2 separate regions of the Ovis aries genome follow, and region 2 is linked to region 1. The links are chromatin contacts, called in public Hi-C maps. All regions are on one chromosome and are shown on one strand. Each heading gives the region's core, a stretch centred on a gene start, on an enhancer-like site or on the middle of the called end of the contact. The rest is flanking DNA. Distances are from core to core; before and after follow the strand shown. Region 1 overlaps LOC132657285 (a long non-coding RNA gene). Region 2 has its middle 110 kb from the start of GMPS.

The links. A called contact is a pair of places that touch in the nucleus more often than the background predicts.
Region 2: a contact with region 1 is called in a Hi-C map of skin fibroblasts, with 4 times the contacts expected there. The contact joins two enhancer-like sites. A contact is called at or near these places in 2 of 16 Hi-C or Micro-C datasets (skin fibroblasts and tail adipose tissue).

What each region holds. Positions count from the first base shown.
Region 1 is chr1:231,197,571-231,205,194 of ARS-UI_Ramb_v3.0, reverse strand. All of the region lies in intron 1 of LOC132657285 (a long non-coding RNA gene), which reads left to right. Among named protein-coding and RNA genes, the nearest start is that of CCNL1, 34 kb to the right of the region's middle. Within about 2 kb of position 4,259, at least 36 of the 54 cell types and tissues checked have an H3K27ac peak or open chromatin away from gene starts, as enhancers often do. A contact at or near this core is called in tail adipose tissue, where this site is marked.
Region 2 is chr1:232,419,342-232,426,965 of ARS-UI_Ramb_v3.0, reverse strand. No RefSeq gene overlaps it. Among named protein-coding and RNA genes, the nearest start is that of GMPS, 110 kb to the left of the region's middle. Within about 2 kb of position 4,610, at least 4 of the 54 cell types and tissues checked have an H3K27ac peak or open chromatin away from gene starts, as enhancers often do. A contact at or near this core is called in tail adipose tissue, where this site is marked.

The sequences.
Region 1 (7,624 bases), core at 3,010-5,509:
TTGTTGTTGTTGTTTGGCCACTAAGTAATGTCCAACTCTGCGACACCACAAACTACAGCACGCCAGGCTTCCCTGTCCTTCACCGTCTCCCAGAGTTTACTCAAACTCATGTCCATCGAGTCGGTGATGCTATCCAACCATCTCATCCTCTGTTGTCCTCTCCTCTTCCTGCCTTCAGTCTTTCCCAGCATCAGGGTCTTTTCTAATGAGTCAGCCGCATAAGGAGTATGCAAAATGGATTTAATTTTGTGAAGTTAATAGGATTCAAGTTACATGGGTTGGCCAAATATTTACAACTCTCCTCACATGAACTGAATGTAGAGCTAGGGGCCTATAGCTTCTAGCCTAATATGCACCAGAGATTTTTTTAAAATCATTTGTTAATTTTAGGCTGCACTGGGTCTGCATTGCTGCACTCAGGCTTTCTCTAATCGAGGGGAGCAGGGGCTGCTCTTCCTTAAAGGGTGCGGGCTTCTCATTGCACTGGCTTCTTTTGTCATGGAGCACAGGCTCTAGGCTCGTGCGCTCAGTAGTTGCAGCATGCAGGCTCTGTGGTGTGCAGACTTCAGTAGTTGTGGTACATAGGCTTCTGTATTTGTGGCGTGTGGGCTTAGTTGCTCTGAGGCATGTGGCATCTTCCCAGACCAGGAACTGACCTCACGTCCCCTGCATTGGCAGGGGGATTCTTAACCACTGGACCACTAGGGAAGTCTCACACCTGAGGCTTGATCCCTACATGGTCCTGTGGCTGGCAGTTGGCTCAGAGCAATCTGGTTGTCTGATGGCCAAACCTATAGTTTATTTGAATCTTACCTCTGCAACACCATGATGTTTCCCTTAAGTTAGTCTTTTGTGCAGAGACAGAGATTTCATGATAATCTAATAGCAGATTGTGAAGGAATAATCAGCTCTCACCTACCTGTACACATCACCTGGGCTTCCCTGGTGGCTCAGATGGTAAAGAATCTGCCTGCAACGTGGGAGACCTGGGTTCGATTCCTGGGTCAGGAAAATCCTCTGGAGAAGGAAATGGCTACCCACTCCAGTATTCTTGCCTGGAGAATCCCCATGGACAGAGGAGCCTGGCAGGCTACAGTCTATGGGGCTGCAAAAAATAGGACACTACTGAGCGACTAAGCACAGCACACTTGTCCATAGTAGCAGCTACTGTTACCTTTTATTATTTTTTATATTCAACTGAGTCCAACTTGTTTAAGTATGTACAACTCTCATTATTGAAGAAAAGTATTTTTACCATCATCTTCCTAAGTAGCTTATGTTTATATCTCATTAAGTGGAAATCAAGGGATGGCAAATTAGTTTTCAAACATATTCTTTAAAACCACCAACTGAATTGCAGCGGAATGGAGCAGGAAGGAGACATGTGTCAGTAACCCACTGCGGCTGTAACGAATTACTGCAAACTTGTTATAGCAGCACAGGTTTATTATCTTGGTGTTCTGGAAGTCAGAAGTCTGAATGGGTTTCACTGGGCTAAAATCAAGGAGCAGGCAGACTGATTCCTTCTGGGTGCTCCAGGGAGGAATCGGTTTCCTTCCTTTCCCAGCTCCTAGAACCTGAGCTCCTTGGACCTCAACCCTTTCCCCCTGACTCTCTGCCTCTCCTTCCTCCCTCTTTCACTTACAAGGATTCCTGTGTCGGTAGGTTTACCAACCCAGATAATCCGGAATGTGCTTTCACCTCAAGATCCTGAATGTTATCATGTCTGCAAAGTCCCATTTGCTGTATAAGGTGATCTATTAACAGGTTCCAGGGACCGAAGGCTGGACATCTGGGGAGCAGGGGCAGGGGTGTGATTCTGCTGGCCACAGGACAAGCCCAGGCACGTGAGCTGGCGCTGTGTTCCTCTCTCAGAAGACCTCTCAGCCTGCCCTACTGGTTAACCAGGCAAAATGATGGCCTCGAGGAAATAAGCTCTGGGTATTCTCGGGAAAATCACACCATCAATCCACACTCCAGTTTCTTCATCTGTGAGATTATAGAGTTGACTGTTCTCTAAAGCGTTTTCCAAATCTAAACCCTATACTCTTTTCTTTGGCAAAATAAGCTTTTGAAGAAATCTGGCTGCTTAACTCAGAGGAGCCAAAATGATGTTGCCCTAGTCCACGGGGGTCCTGTGGTACCGCACCCCTGCCTGGGGCTGGGGAGACTCTGAGAGGCCGTGGGGTGAGATCCTGGGAGGAAGCCAGCACTCTGCTCTCCCAGAGACAGAGGAGGGACCCAGGAGGCCCAGGTGGGAGGTTCCAGCTGACAGGCCGCCCCAGGGGAAGGTGGTGCCTCCGCCTGACCCTTTCTGCTGAGTCACCATCAAAGGCCTCGGGAGATGGTGCCCATCTCAGAAATGGCTGCTGACTCAGGGCTGCCTGAGGGGTCCAGGGATGACTGAGGGATGAGTCATGGCCCTCCCAGGCCTGCTCCTTGCACACTGACTACCTCTGAGTTCCCTGGAGTCTCAGGCTCCTAGAACAGCATGTCTCCAAACACCGGAGATGGGTGGAACCTTAGACACCATTTCACAGATGTCCTTCCCTGTCAGGTGACCTCCAGCTGGCCATGTTTTGGCTTTCTAGCTACTCTGATAAATCACCCCATTTTGGTGGCTTACCTCCCTCTCCGGTCTGACCTTAAAATCAAAGTCCATTTTGCATCCTCCGCCCTGGGCTTCAGTCACTCCAGGTCCTCAGGGCTCCTCGAGGCCACCTACGTTTTCCATTGTCAAGGTGATCTACCAGCAGGAGCTCCAGACCATGGATCGGGGAACCAGGGCTTCCTGTTTCTGTCCTCTGAGCAGCTGTGGGGCATTCAGCAAGTCACACTGTCCCTTTGGGCCACACAGGGGTTTAAGGATATTTCCTCCAAAACCCCTTTCAGTGGCAATTCGCGGGGATCAGACGAGAGCATTCAGACCAACAAGGACCTACTGTATAGCACAGGGAACTCTGCCTAATGTTACGTGGCAGCCTGGATGTGAGGGGAAGAATGGATAACATGTATATGCATGGCTGAGTCCCTTTGCTGTTCACTTGAAACTCACAGCATTGTTTATCGGCTATACCCTAATACAAAAAAAGCTTAAAAAAAAAAGAGATCTCCTGAAAGTCCCCTTTGGTTGTGGAAGTCAGTCATCCTGTGTCACAGAATTCCCGAACATGGTGAGTCTGGCTTGGCCTGGGCAAAGCCACGGCTACCCCCAAGTGCAGACTTTCCTTAGACGAGTTCTTCCTGTGGCTCTTGACCTCCTGCCCGTCCCCCTACCAGGAAGGTCCCTAGCCATAGCCTCCACAACCAGGCGTTCTCCTGAGGGTCCTGTTCCTTTCCTGAGCAGGTCTCAGTCCTGCTCTCCCAACCTAAACTAGACTGTCCCCTCGTCGTGCCGATCTCCTGGGGGGTCAGAGGAGCAACACGGGAGACCAGCTATGGCTTATTCTCCATCTGCATGATGAGCCTGTCATTTCTGCTTCCTAGCTGGACCTGCCTAACCAGACGGGCGCTGGGGTCACTGTGTGTGAGAGATGAGACAGACTCCTGCCGGTGAGGTGATGCTGAGGGTGGGCTGTTCTGTGGCGGATGTCACCTCTGTCCTGCAGAGGGGCCCCCAGGCGTCCCCCCCATCCACCCCCCAGGGCCTCTGCGGAAGGCCTTGTACCCCTGCCTCAGGCCTGGCCACACTTTGCCAAAGTTCCAGAATCTTCTTGGCCCCTTTGAACCAAACAGATGCTCTCTGAAAGAGAACAGGGTTGCCCTTTTGCCATATCCATTTCAGTCAGCTGGCATCTCATATTTCCCCTTTAAAAAATGAGCAACTTTTTCTGCTCATCCAGCAAGGCGGAGCAGTTTCTGTCATGGGTTTAGGCACCACCCTCACCTCTACAAAAGGAAAGAAAATCAATTATGTGTGTTGTAAACTAGCTTCCCCTGGGGTCCAGGCCCTACTCAGGCAGACCCTAGGGGAGAGAGGGTCTCCCTCTCCCTCTCTCCCCTTCCCCAGAGGGTGCGTTCCCAGCTGGGGAGGGGAGAAAGGAAGGCCTATTGTTCCCACCGGCCATGTGCTGGGTGTTCCCCCTGGGAGCCTGGAGATGCGATCATCTCCCGCCTGGTGTTCTGTTGGTTTTGTTTCTGGTCTTTTTTGCTGTGCCTCCTGGCCCAGGCCCCCCAGCCGCCCCCCACCCCTGTGCTGCACCGGTTCGTCCTGTCCTCTGTGTGCGCCTTTGATGTCCGGCTCAGTTCTGGGGGAGCGGAGGAACTTCTCCCACCTGCCAGACTCTGGAGGGAGTGGGGTGTTGTGGGGGGAGGGTAGGCAGAGCGAGTGAACAAAGGCATGTGGGGGGAGGGGTGCCAAGAAGGGAAGGGGCGGCTGCTCCCTGCCTGCCAGTGTTGGGATGGGGGACGCGGCAGGGCTGAGCCGACATCACCAACTTCTCGGGCCTTCGGAGCATCCTGCCTGCTGAGGCTCCGAGGCAGACTCCGGCAGGAGGAGCCAGGAAATTCTGGTCGGGTCCCGCCTCTGCCACCGTGTGACCCCGCGCGGCCCTGCGCCTCCCAGGGTGAGCCTCTCTGCCCCGAGTGGGGCAGTAACTCCCGCTCCGCCCTTCTGCTTCCTGGGCTGAGGGTGAGAGGCGCTAACACAGCCCTCTCCGAGAAGGCGCTGGGAGAAGCAAAAGGCCTTTGTGAGTCAGCGGTGGGAGTCGCTGCTGGGTGCTCACCCACGGTTTACCCGCCACCCCGGGTCACATAAGCATCTGGTGAGCTCGTGCTGCCCCCTAGAGGCCATACCGCTCCTCATACTTCACCTATTTCCAGTTATATTTTTATTTTCTCAAAACCATCAGAGAAATTAAGGATGAATATGTAATAACCCAGCGGTGGTTCTGAATTACTTTTATACCAGTGAAGTAACAAAATATATTTTAAAATATTTTTTTAATGGAGGCAGTGGCCCATGAGGGCAAAAGAGTACAAGGCAACCCTGGACCCAAGGTCTCAGGTGGCCTGTCCGAGCTCATCCTTCCTTGGGCGACTACCTGCTAGCTGGCTGCCCCTCCAAGCCGGTGGGGAGGCCTGACGGTGGCTACCTGCCAAGGCCTTTCCCCAAAGGGCCCATGTTTTCCCCCAAGATGATGGAGATAACATGGAGGAACAGATGGAGAAACCGAAGCAATTTGGCTGCTTTTCTTCAGGCTTTAAAAAGCCTTTGAAAATCCCCAAAGATTACAAAATGGCTTGATAAATACCTATCTTTCTCTTTGCTGATATTGAGACAGCACTAGTTGGCTTGGAGAGAAATTAGGGCTCCTGCATATTAACAATAATGGCTGCATTCCCTCTTTATGAGAAATGTTCTCACAGAGTGTGCAGTGCAGCCCCAGGTGGCAACTGCCCGTATTTTTAGATGAGGAATTTGGGGCCTAAAAAGGTCACATGCTGGTGAGAGGGGAACCATAGCTTGAGCCGGAAGATTCTGGCTTCAATCCCCCCAACTCCCCCACCCCCTGACACCCCCCGCTTTTGAGTGCTGGGCCCCACCCTTGCATGGCAGGGGAAACACTGCAAAAAAGCCAACAAGCCTTTTCCCTCCATACCCGTGGGATTAGTAATCTAGTCAACGGTTGGTCATCCTCTAGTTGTGATGAATAATCATCTGAAAACTCATGTCCTTTGACCTGGTTACCACTTTCCTTTTCCCTTCTCATCTGACAGATTCCTTGAGAGCCTTGGACATTCCAGAGAGCTCTGCACGCCCCTCCCTGGCCCCTTCCCAGGCCTCTCTAAGAAGCTTCTCTTTAGACTTGGCCTCCCGGCCTTGGGACAGGAATGAAAGGCCATGGGCCTTCTGGAGGCTTCCCTCCATGGTCCCCTCTGGCCCCACGTTCTCTCCCCTGTCCTAAACAGGCAGGATGACGGGCAGAACTGAGGTGAATGTTGTCAGTACAGTGAGCACAATGCTGAAAAGCGTGGAGGGGCAGGTAGGCAGCTTCGTCAGAGGCACTGGGGACCCAGGAGGGCAGTGGACACCCCATCGTAGGTGCCTGGTTTGCTGAGAAGGGCTTGCGATACCCGCAGTGCAGTGGAGTGACACGAAGACTTGCTTTCTTACCCACATGAGGCATGAACATTCCAGCAGGTGTGCAGGAAGCCTTCTTCCAGGTCTTTCATCTCTGGGGTGAAACTCAGATTGTATGTGGGTTCTCACACAGGCTAGGAAAACACGTTTCATAAACATCTCTTGCATGCCAGCTCCTAGCCGTTTTTGCATATGTCAAATCACATAACCATCAGAAGTCCCTGTGAGATAGGGATTATATGGTAGGTTTTATGCATTAATAAACTGAAGTTCAGAGAGGCTGAGAGATTTGGCAAGGATCACAAAACTAATTGGGAGAGTATCGACTCAGAGCATAAGATAAACTCCTAAAAAATGCTGCCTACCCTTGAGACCTCAGTGTGCCCGACCTAAGACACCTCTGGATGCCTTTCTGCTTTGGGGCTGAAGGGAGCCCCCTGTAGCATGTTAGGTGAGTGCGGACCATCTCCCGGTTGGCTGGATTTATAAACTGAGCAATTAAATGACTTAGCTGTGCATCCATGTGCCTCCAACCCCCACCCTTGGCCTTCATCCCGGTTTCCTGTTCCCTTCCTCCACGGCACATGTGGAGGCCACATCGCCCTTGTGTCAACCCCTGTGGCCTCATTTGTCTGCCACAGACGTCCGGGCCTCTGTGGGCAACTGGCCAAGATAAGAATGGAGAGACTGGGCAGGCTTGGGTTTAAATTCCACTTCTGCCATATTTTCAGGGAAACTACTCAAATTTTACGGTAGCGATGGAGGTGAGGTAGTTAGTCATAATTATGTCCAAGAAGAGGAAAAGGAGCATCCGGGGCCAGCCCCTCAACAACAGGCGGGCCTTCATGCCCCGAGAAGGGGATGCGCCCTGGCTGTCCATGTTCTCCTCCACACATGCTGGTCAGGCTCAGTGTAACCATCTCTGGGAGGGGACCACAATTCATAATGTTTAAGAGAAACCACATGAAATTAGAGGGAGCATTTGCGTGGAGCCCACTGGAATCCACACTTGACACCTGCTCCCTGGCCTCTGTTTCCTCGTCTTTAACATTTAGAGCTAATAATACGTAATGCTAATGCTCTCAGCACTTTTCACATAAGTTCACTCCTCCCCTGCTCACAGTGGCCCAATTCCCGCTTCCCGGTGAGGAGGCCCAGAGGTTACATCACCGCCCGGGATCACGACAGAGGTGGACTTTGAGCGCAGGTGGCGGCCACCCTGCTCTCAGCCGAGTCTTATGGGAATGATGCGGCCTTCCACTGAGGTGAGAGGCCGGGACTGAGAGAGATCCTGTGTCCTAAGCTTCTGAAATAAAGCACGAACTTGGTTAATGCTCTTTTCTTTCCTGGCCTTCTAGGTAGGTTTGTGAGGAGGGCGCCACAGCCCACCTCTCTCAGCCAAGGTCTGCTTTGCACAGTGTCTACAGGGATGAGTGAAAGGGAGAGTTTTGACAAGGTGGGTGGCAATAGGGAGGGGAGAGGAGTGCTAGAAATAGAGCTGTGTCTGCAAGGCAGGGGTCAGAGGGCTGCAAGCGTGGCTGG
Region 2 (7,624 bases), core at 3,361-5,860, 1.2 Mb before region 1:
AGAATTTTCAGCAATACAAATAAAAGAGAAAAACCTATAGATATTTGTGTAGATTTCACTTGTGTGTACTTCTCTAGCTAAGAGAAACCAAATCTTTATTTGTTGGCAAAACTGTCTTTAGAGCTTCCGGACAAATGGATGTTGGGGAGAATATTGTAAGGTAATTTCCTAGTGTTCTAGTGCTTTATTTTCACTATGCCACTGGTCCTCTATTTTCACACAGAAGGTGACAAATTTAACAGCAAGGGGAAACCTCACTTTTTGGCTGGCAGGAACAGATGTTGATGTGTTCAGAGGTGCAACTGGCCAGGTTTTTTTTTTTCAAATTCTCACATCTCATAATTTTAAATAATGCTCAAATGGAAGTTGCCCAATGAAGATGATATTCTGAAACTCGAGGATTCCAAATGGCAAGGTTTCTATGTTTTTAAAATTCACATTATTTGTATTAAAAGCCCCTAGTAATGGAACTCTTGCCATATCTTCAAGCACAGAGATTTTTCCCTGAGTTGTGCTCAGTGTACTGGTAAGCCCATTGGAGGAATTCTTTATTCTGTTACAGTGTTTTTGACTTCTAGCTTTTCTTTTTGGTTCTCTCGTAGAATTTCCATCTCTATACTTGCTTTGCCCATCTGTTCTTGCATGTTGTCTGTTTTTTCATTAGAGCTCGTAGCGTATTAATCACAGATATTTCAAATTCATGGTCTGGGGATTCTAACATCTCTGCCATAACTGAGTCTGCTTCTGTTGCTTGCTATGTCTCTTCAGACTGTGTTTTTGCCTTTTGGTATGCCTTGTAATTTTGTTGAAAGCCAGTCATGATGCACTGAACGAAAGGAACTCCAACAAATATCCCTTTAGTGATATGGTGGTAAGGTGTGGGAGGAAGGACAGAGTTCACTAGTCCTGTGATCAGGTTTTGGTCTTTTACTGAGCCTGTGGCCAGGGCTGGGAACCCCACAAGTGCTTCTCTTCCTGCCCCTTCAACTCCCCACCCCCTTAGGTGGGACAGGGTGGCCATTGTGAGCTGGAGTTGGCCATTTCCCTTCACCCAGACCAGTTAGGGTCTGATAAAACCCCAGTAGGTTGGGCTCAGGTAAAACAATTTCTCTCAAGGGCTAGCCTTGTTTAAAAAAATGTTCTACTGTATTTCAAAATAGTTCAATTTCTCTTCCCCCTGCTGGAAGCATTAGAGGATTTTCCTCTGATACTCACTGTGAAAACCTGGTTCAGCTCCAGGAGATGAAACTTGCAAAAGTGTGTGGGTCCCCTCACCACCTGGAGTTTTAACTCTCAGAGTTGTCCACACTGAGCCTCCAGCCATTCATCAATTACAGTTCCAGGTTTTCCTACCCTGTACGTGCTTCTGCGGAGGTGTCAGCTCTCCTGTTTCTGCTCTGGGAAGCTGTGATTCTCCATATATGCCTGTCCATCGCTACAGTTTTAAGGATAGGAATTTGCCTTGTGACTTCTCTTTTCTGATGGCTCTAAGAAGAACTGTTGATTTTCCATTTGTTTAGTTTTTCTCTTGTTAGCAGAGTGGTGACTTCTAAATATTTTTCATGCCACACTGGAAAGTAGAAGTTGGTACATAAAATAACTCTTTAAAATTAAACACTTTTTAAGTTTAACTTGCTCCTAAATTCTCGAAGCTTTTCAAGGACATTAAGTGGTATGCTTAGTAGAAGAGAATTAGTGAAACAACATAAATCACTATTAATCATGGAAGGAAAATGTCTAAAATGCAGGTATCATGAACTTGTTATAGTAAATTTTGTGTGTCAGCTGAGGCTCAGTTATGCTGTGGCAGCAAACAGCCCCAGAATCTCAGTGGCTTATGACCACAAAGGCCTGTCTCTCACTCATGCAGCATTTCCACTGCAAGTCAGTCGAGGCTTTATTCCATGTCATCTTTATTCTGTGACTCAGGTTGAAGGAGTGGGCTCTTCTGTGATGTGTCAGTCAAAGGAAGAAAGAAAGTTTTGTTCAAAAGCAGCACTTCTGTTCACATGTCTTTGCCAAAGCCAGTCATGTGACTAGTCCCAAATTCAATAAGGTGCCTCCAGGACAGAATATTACAGGTCTCATGGCCACATATAACATCAACACAGTGAAAGTAATCTTCCTACAGAAAAGGTGTCAGGTATTTTGAATATTAATGTAATTTACCAAAGTTTCTACCAAGTTCTTCTCTAGTTTATTATAAGTTGGCCAACCAGAATTCTCTTATCCGAGTTGTTCCAGGATGTGCAAAGTTTCTGTTGGCCACCTCCATACCTGCTTTGAGGGTCAGTGTGTTTTTGTTTTTAAAGCATTCACTTGCTAGAGGATGCAGGGACAAAGGAATCCTCCGTTAAATGCTTTTGTGAGGAACTCCTGGGACTGACGACACAGCACTTGTTTTCAAGGTATTTATAAAACAGCTCCCTCCAGTCAGTCCTTGGTGTAGGCACATACATTCCTGGAATCTGCATTGTGAGGCAGTTGGTAAAAAAATAACTCCTCTTTTATGCCACATCAGAGTTGGTTCTTGAAAAGCACGTGACTATCCCTGTTACCATTAGGTTGTATTCGTGTAATGACAAGGAAATAAGTTGACTGAGGGATGGTTCGTTATTTTGTCTATACAAAGATGGGGATAAAAATTACTAAATGGGGAGAATTAGGAACAGGTTAGGAGCAGGTACACTCAGTTAAATAAAGGAATAGAGAAAAGCTGCTTGTTCTGGTGATAACTAGAGTACAAATCTACAAAGGTCAGGTCAAATTATTAAAGAGAAATTCTGTGACTCAAATGTCACCAGCTGGCAGCTCACAAGGATGAGTCTGGGCTCATATATATGTTTTAAATATCAGGAAGTGTTACATAGAAAGAATATAGGTTATGGTTTCTCTTGAAAAATGAGAAATTTTTCCATTTTTTGCTGACATTCCTGAATTTGGTAAAGTTGGTTGGAGTTGCACGGCTTTCATCCCCTTGGGAGTTAGCATGAATCTTCGATTCTCCACATGGAATCTAGATGGATTAAAGACCTTAATATGGAAAGCACTGTAAAGCATATGAAAGAAAATGCAAAAGAGTATTTTTGTCATTTTGTTTGAGATTTCATAAATAAGACTCCAGATAGTCTACAGTCAACCCTAAAAATTATTTTTTGCCAAAATCAAGGATCCCTATTTAACAATGGCCATCATAGACAAGCAACCTATAGGAAAAGAGATTAGAAAAGTTGTTTTCAATGTGTCATACCAACAAAAAAATTATTATCTAGGATATTCAAGGGATTCTTGAACACAGTTTTAATTCATAGCGAGAAAAGTCAGAAAACACAGACTGTTAATAAGTAATTAATAGAGAAGGAAACTCATGTAATTATTAAATATCTTTAAGTGAATATAATCTGAAAAATGCAGTTTAAAATGACTACATTTTCTAGCAGTCCAGTTGGCAAGAATGATCAATCAGGTATCATCAAATACTCACCAAAGATGTGGGGACATGAGAATTTTCCTGTGCTGGTAGAAATATAAACAGCTATTCTAGTGAGCCATCTTGACACTGCAGAGTGAAATTAAGGACATGCATATACTATGCTTAGAAATTCCACGCCCAGAGGAATGTCAACATCTGGAAAACCACTTGCATGGTTCTACAAATAGATGCCCTAAGAAAGACTTATGAAAATGTTCATGGCAGTATTACTTGTTCTAACAAAGGTCAGAAATGATATAGGTGTCTATCTACATCTGAATGTCTAAATGAAATGTGGTACATGCATTTAATGGAATGCTATGCAACAGGAAAAATCTTGATATAAGCAAGATTTACCTATCATAATATAGATATACACATATCTAAGTAAATATGTATGAAAGATCAAACTTTAAATGTACCAGAGTTGGTGTCTATACTACCTGGGAAGAGATTGGGACTGGGAATGGGGAATAAAGAGATGTAAAATAAAACAAACTGAAATAGAATATAATAGCCTTGTGGATGACAGCATACTGTGAATGAGGAATGTGATTCATTCAATTCTATAAACCTAAAGTTATAAAAGACATCAACAAAAAAGAGTTACTATTCCTTTACATTTTGGTCAAAGATAGCTCTTATAAACTTTTTTTTTTTTTTTGGTTAAGGTGGAGTAAATTCCATGGTTTGGCCTGACTTGAGCAGCTCCACTGCCAAATACTAATCTAATTGTTGTAATATCTTGTTATCAAGGCACACATTTGTGATCTTCCTGTTTTGTTGTTTTCTGTGTGTTCATTCATTTATCTCCACTAAGTAAAGCCCTTTTGTGCATAACTCCCAGGTGACCTACTCCATCTTTGCCTAAGCAGTGTTTTGAAACCAGAAGGAAAATTTCTGCAAATTAAACTACCTTGGTGCTGCTGGATTTGAAACGGCAGATGGTGGTTGGGTTTTACAAGTCTCCTTTGCCCCCTGCCTTTATTTCCTGCCTGCTTTTACATTAATCCTCTCTGTGCAGATCTGGCTAAGTGTGTGAAGCACTCTCTGAGGAACTGTGTTAATGATAAGCCCACCTCTAGGTCTCTAAAGAGTCATTCTGCCTTTTATTCGCAAAGTGTGGGAAGCCCCTTCTAGCCCTTGCCATATTAAAGTTCTGCACCACTGCGATATTTAGAGAGAACACACACGCAGGACAGGGATGGAGGGCATACCGTCTTCTCAGCAAAGGGCCTCCCAGCAGGCTGGATTTACTGGATTTTTTTCACTTTCTTTTGCCATTTGGATTTCTAAATACTTTTTATTAGTTCAGTCTTTAAAGTTGAGAAATTCAGCCAACTTGTAACAAAACACTGTAGCCTGAGTCCCCTGGGGCCTAAGAAAACTGCTGAGCTTGGCTGACTTCTGCTTAAGTCTCCTCTGTGTGCTTCCCCAGCCAAAGAGAGAGATGTCACACTCCCCATGCCAGAATTTATGACTCAAAAAACGGAATCTTACACATCGGTTTCTTCAGAAGCTTATGCTTCAAGTTAATGCTTCTAGTTTAGGAGTATTTGAAGTGATTTCACAGTACTTACCAGGGCAAGATTTGTGCCTTAGTTTTGAGTCCTTCATTCATTTAGCAACTATTTTCTGAGCACATGTGTCAAGTATGTGGCTATAGCCCTCACCAGGAAATGGTTAGGTTGTCTTCTTCCTTTGGTGATGAGCACTGGCATTGTGCTTTTGGACTTCTCTGATCATACCTCTGTGAGATGAGTAAATGCTGAAATTAAATTTCAGTCTCTTATTAATTTGCTACATGGCTTTTTAAATTGTTGAATAGAGTTGAAGAAATGGGGTGCCTTTTATCTCTGACTTAAATTCTCATTCAGCAGTAATGGGGTGTGTGTGTGTGTGTGTGTGTGTGTGCGCACACGCGCGTGCGAGGTTGCTCAGTTGTGTTTGACTCTTGTGATCCCATGTACTGTAGCCTGCCAGGCTCTTCTGTCCATGGAGTTTTCCAGGCAAAGAATATTGAAGTGGGTTACCATTTCCTATTCCAGGGGATCTTTTTGACTTGGGGATCGAACTCACGTTTCTGGTGTTTCCTGCCTTGGCAGGTGGATTCTTTACCACTGTGCTGCCTAGGAAGCCCCAGTCTTTACTGTTCAGTTCAGTTCAATCACTCAGTCGTGTCTGACTCTTTGCGACCCCATGAATCGCAGCACGCCAGGCCTCCCTGTCCATCACCAACTCCTGGAGTTCACTCAATCTCACATCCATTGAGTCAGTGATGCCATCCAGCCATCTCATCCTCTGTCATCCCCTTCTCCTCCTGCCCCCAATCCCTCCCAGCATCAGAGTCTTTTCCAGTGAGTCAACTCTTCGCATGAGGTGGCCAAAGTACTGGAGTTTCAGCTTTAGCATCATTCCTTCCAAGGAAATCCCAGGGCTGATCTTCAGAATGAACTGGTGGGATCTCCTTGCAGTCCAAGGGAATCTCAAGAGTCTTCTCCAACACCACAGTTCAAAAGCATCACTTCTTCAGTGCTCAGCCTTCTTAGGTAAACATCAGCTACTTCTCACACTGTGCTGGAGTGGGGCATAGCATGTTATGGTATGGCATATAATAGTATAGTATATTACAATATAGTGGGTAGACCTCAGAGTCACATAGTAGCTCAAGCATTAAATTTGCTCTCATCCAGCCTTGTGATCTTGGGTACATGTCTTAACTTTCTGTGTCTCATTTTACTTAAAATTATAGAAGTGTTTTTCAATAACTCCAAGCACAAACACTTCTATGCTGCTCCAGTACTCTTGCCTGGAAAATCCCATGGACGGAGGAGCCTGGTAGGCTGCAGTCCTTGGGGTTGTGAAGAGTCGGACACGACTGAGCAACTTCACTTTCACTTTTTACTTTCATGCATTGGAGAAGGAAATAGCAACCCACTCCAGTGTTCTTGCCTGGAGAATCCCAGGGACGGGGGAGCCTGGTGTTCTGCTATCTATGGGGTAGCACAGAGTCGGACACCACTGAAGCGACTTAGCAGCAGCAGCAGCAGCAACACATAGTAGAAGCTCATTAAGTGTCAACCTCTCCTATAGCCACCTAAGAAGAACATAAAGGAGGTAGAAAGCCCAGGCCTTGTCCTCAGGAACTAAGAGGCTGGTCAGGAAGACGAGATGTAGACTCTGTAAAATCACCAGGGAAAATGCCTCTGAAAAGAAACCTAAATAGTATGTTAACTAACTCTGTCCCTCTCATTACCACCAATTCTGGAAATGAAAGACAGATTTTTTTCATTGAAACATGTTTATACTTAACGTTTATACTTAATATCCAGAAAGCTTTCTATAAACTAACAACCCTTCTTCTTGGAGGAAGTGGAGGATTTAAGTTTTAAATTAGGCTCAAGCACACACACTCACATGAACATTATAGTGATTTAGCGTTCATCAGGACTTTCATCTGAAAGTTGTGCAAATGTTGGCTCCATCTGGTGACCGCTCATAGAACATGTTATTCCTAGTGTTTGCAAATAATTATCTAAATAGAAATCTGCTTGAAAAGATTCTGTTTAATGTGTATACTCTGAAAAGTAATTTCCTTGGCCATTTTATGTATTAAAGGAATTGAAAACCTTCCTTACATTTACATGTCCTCATGCTGTTTGAAGTGCAGGTCATGGTTGTAGAGTTTGAATGCTAGGTCCATGCCAATATGATCTCTATCAAGAGCCTCTTTTTGAAGAGGTTAGTATTTAAAACCTCCAGTGGTCTTACATCATCAGGTTTCATGGCAAAAGCAAGGGCCTTGAAGCTAATAAGACTTAGGTTCTATTTCATACCCTTTGGAATGAGGTGTTCAGAATATACAGAGATGGTGGTAGAGTCACATTTGTGTAGAGAATGTAGAACCTTCTGGAATCAAGGATTGATGCTTTTCCCTTTTCACACTGGCTGCAATTAAAATATCTCTGATGATTAGGATTGTCCAAAGTGGTAAGCAGGATAAGAAAGGCCACACGGAATCTCCCCAAGGGACACTTACTAGGAAAATGAAGCCCAGGCCCATGCCATTGTCTCCGTTATCCTGGGGAAGGAGATGTTTCTGGACGTAGTTTGTGTCTGAAGTTGGAACTTGAATGCTTACTCTTTGGTAGT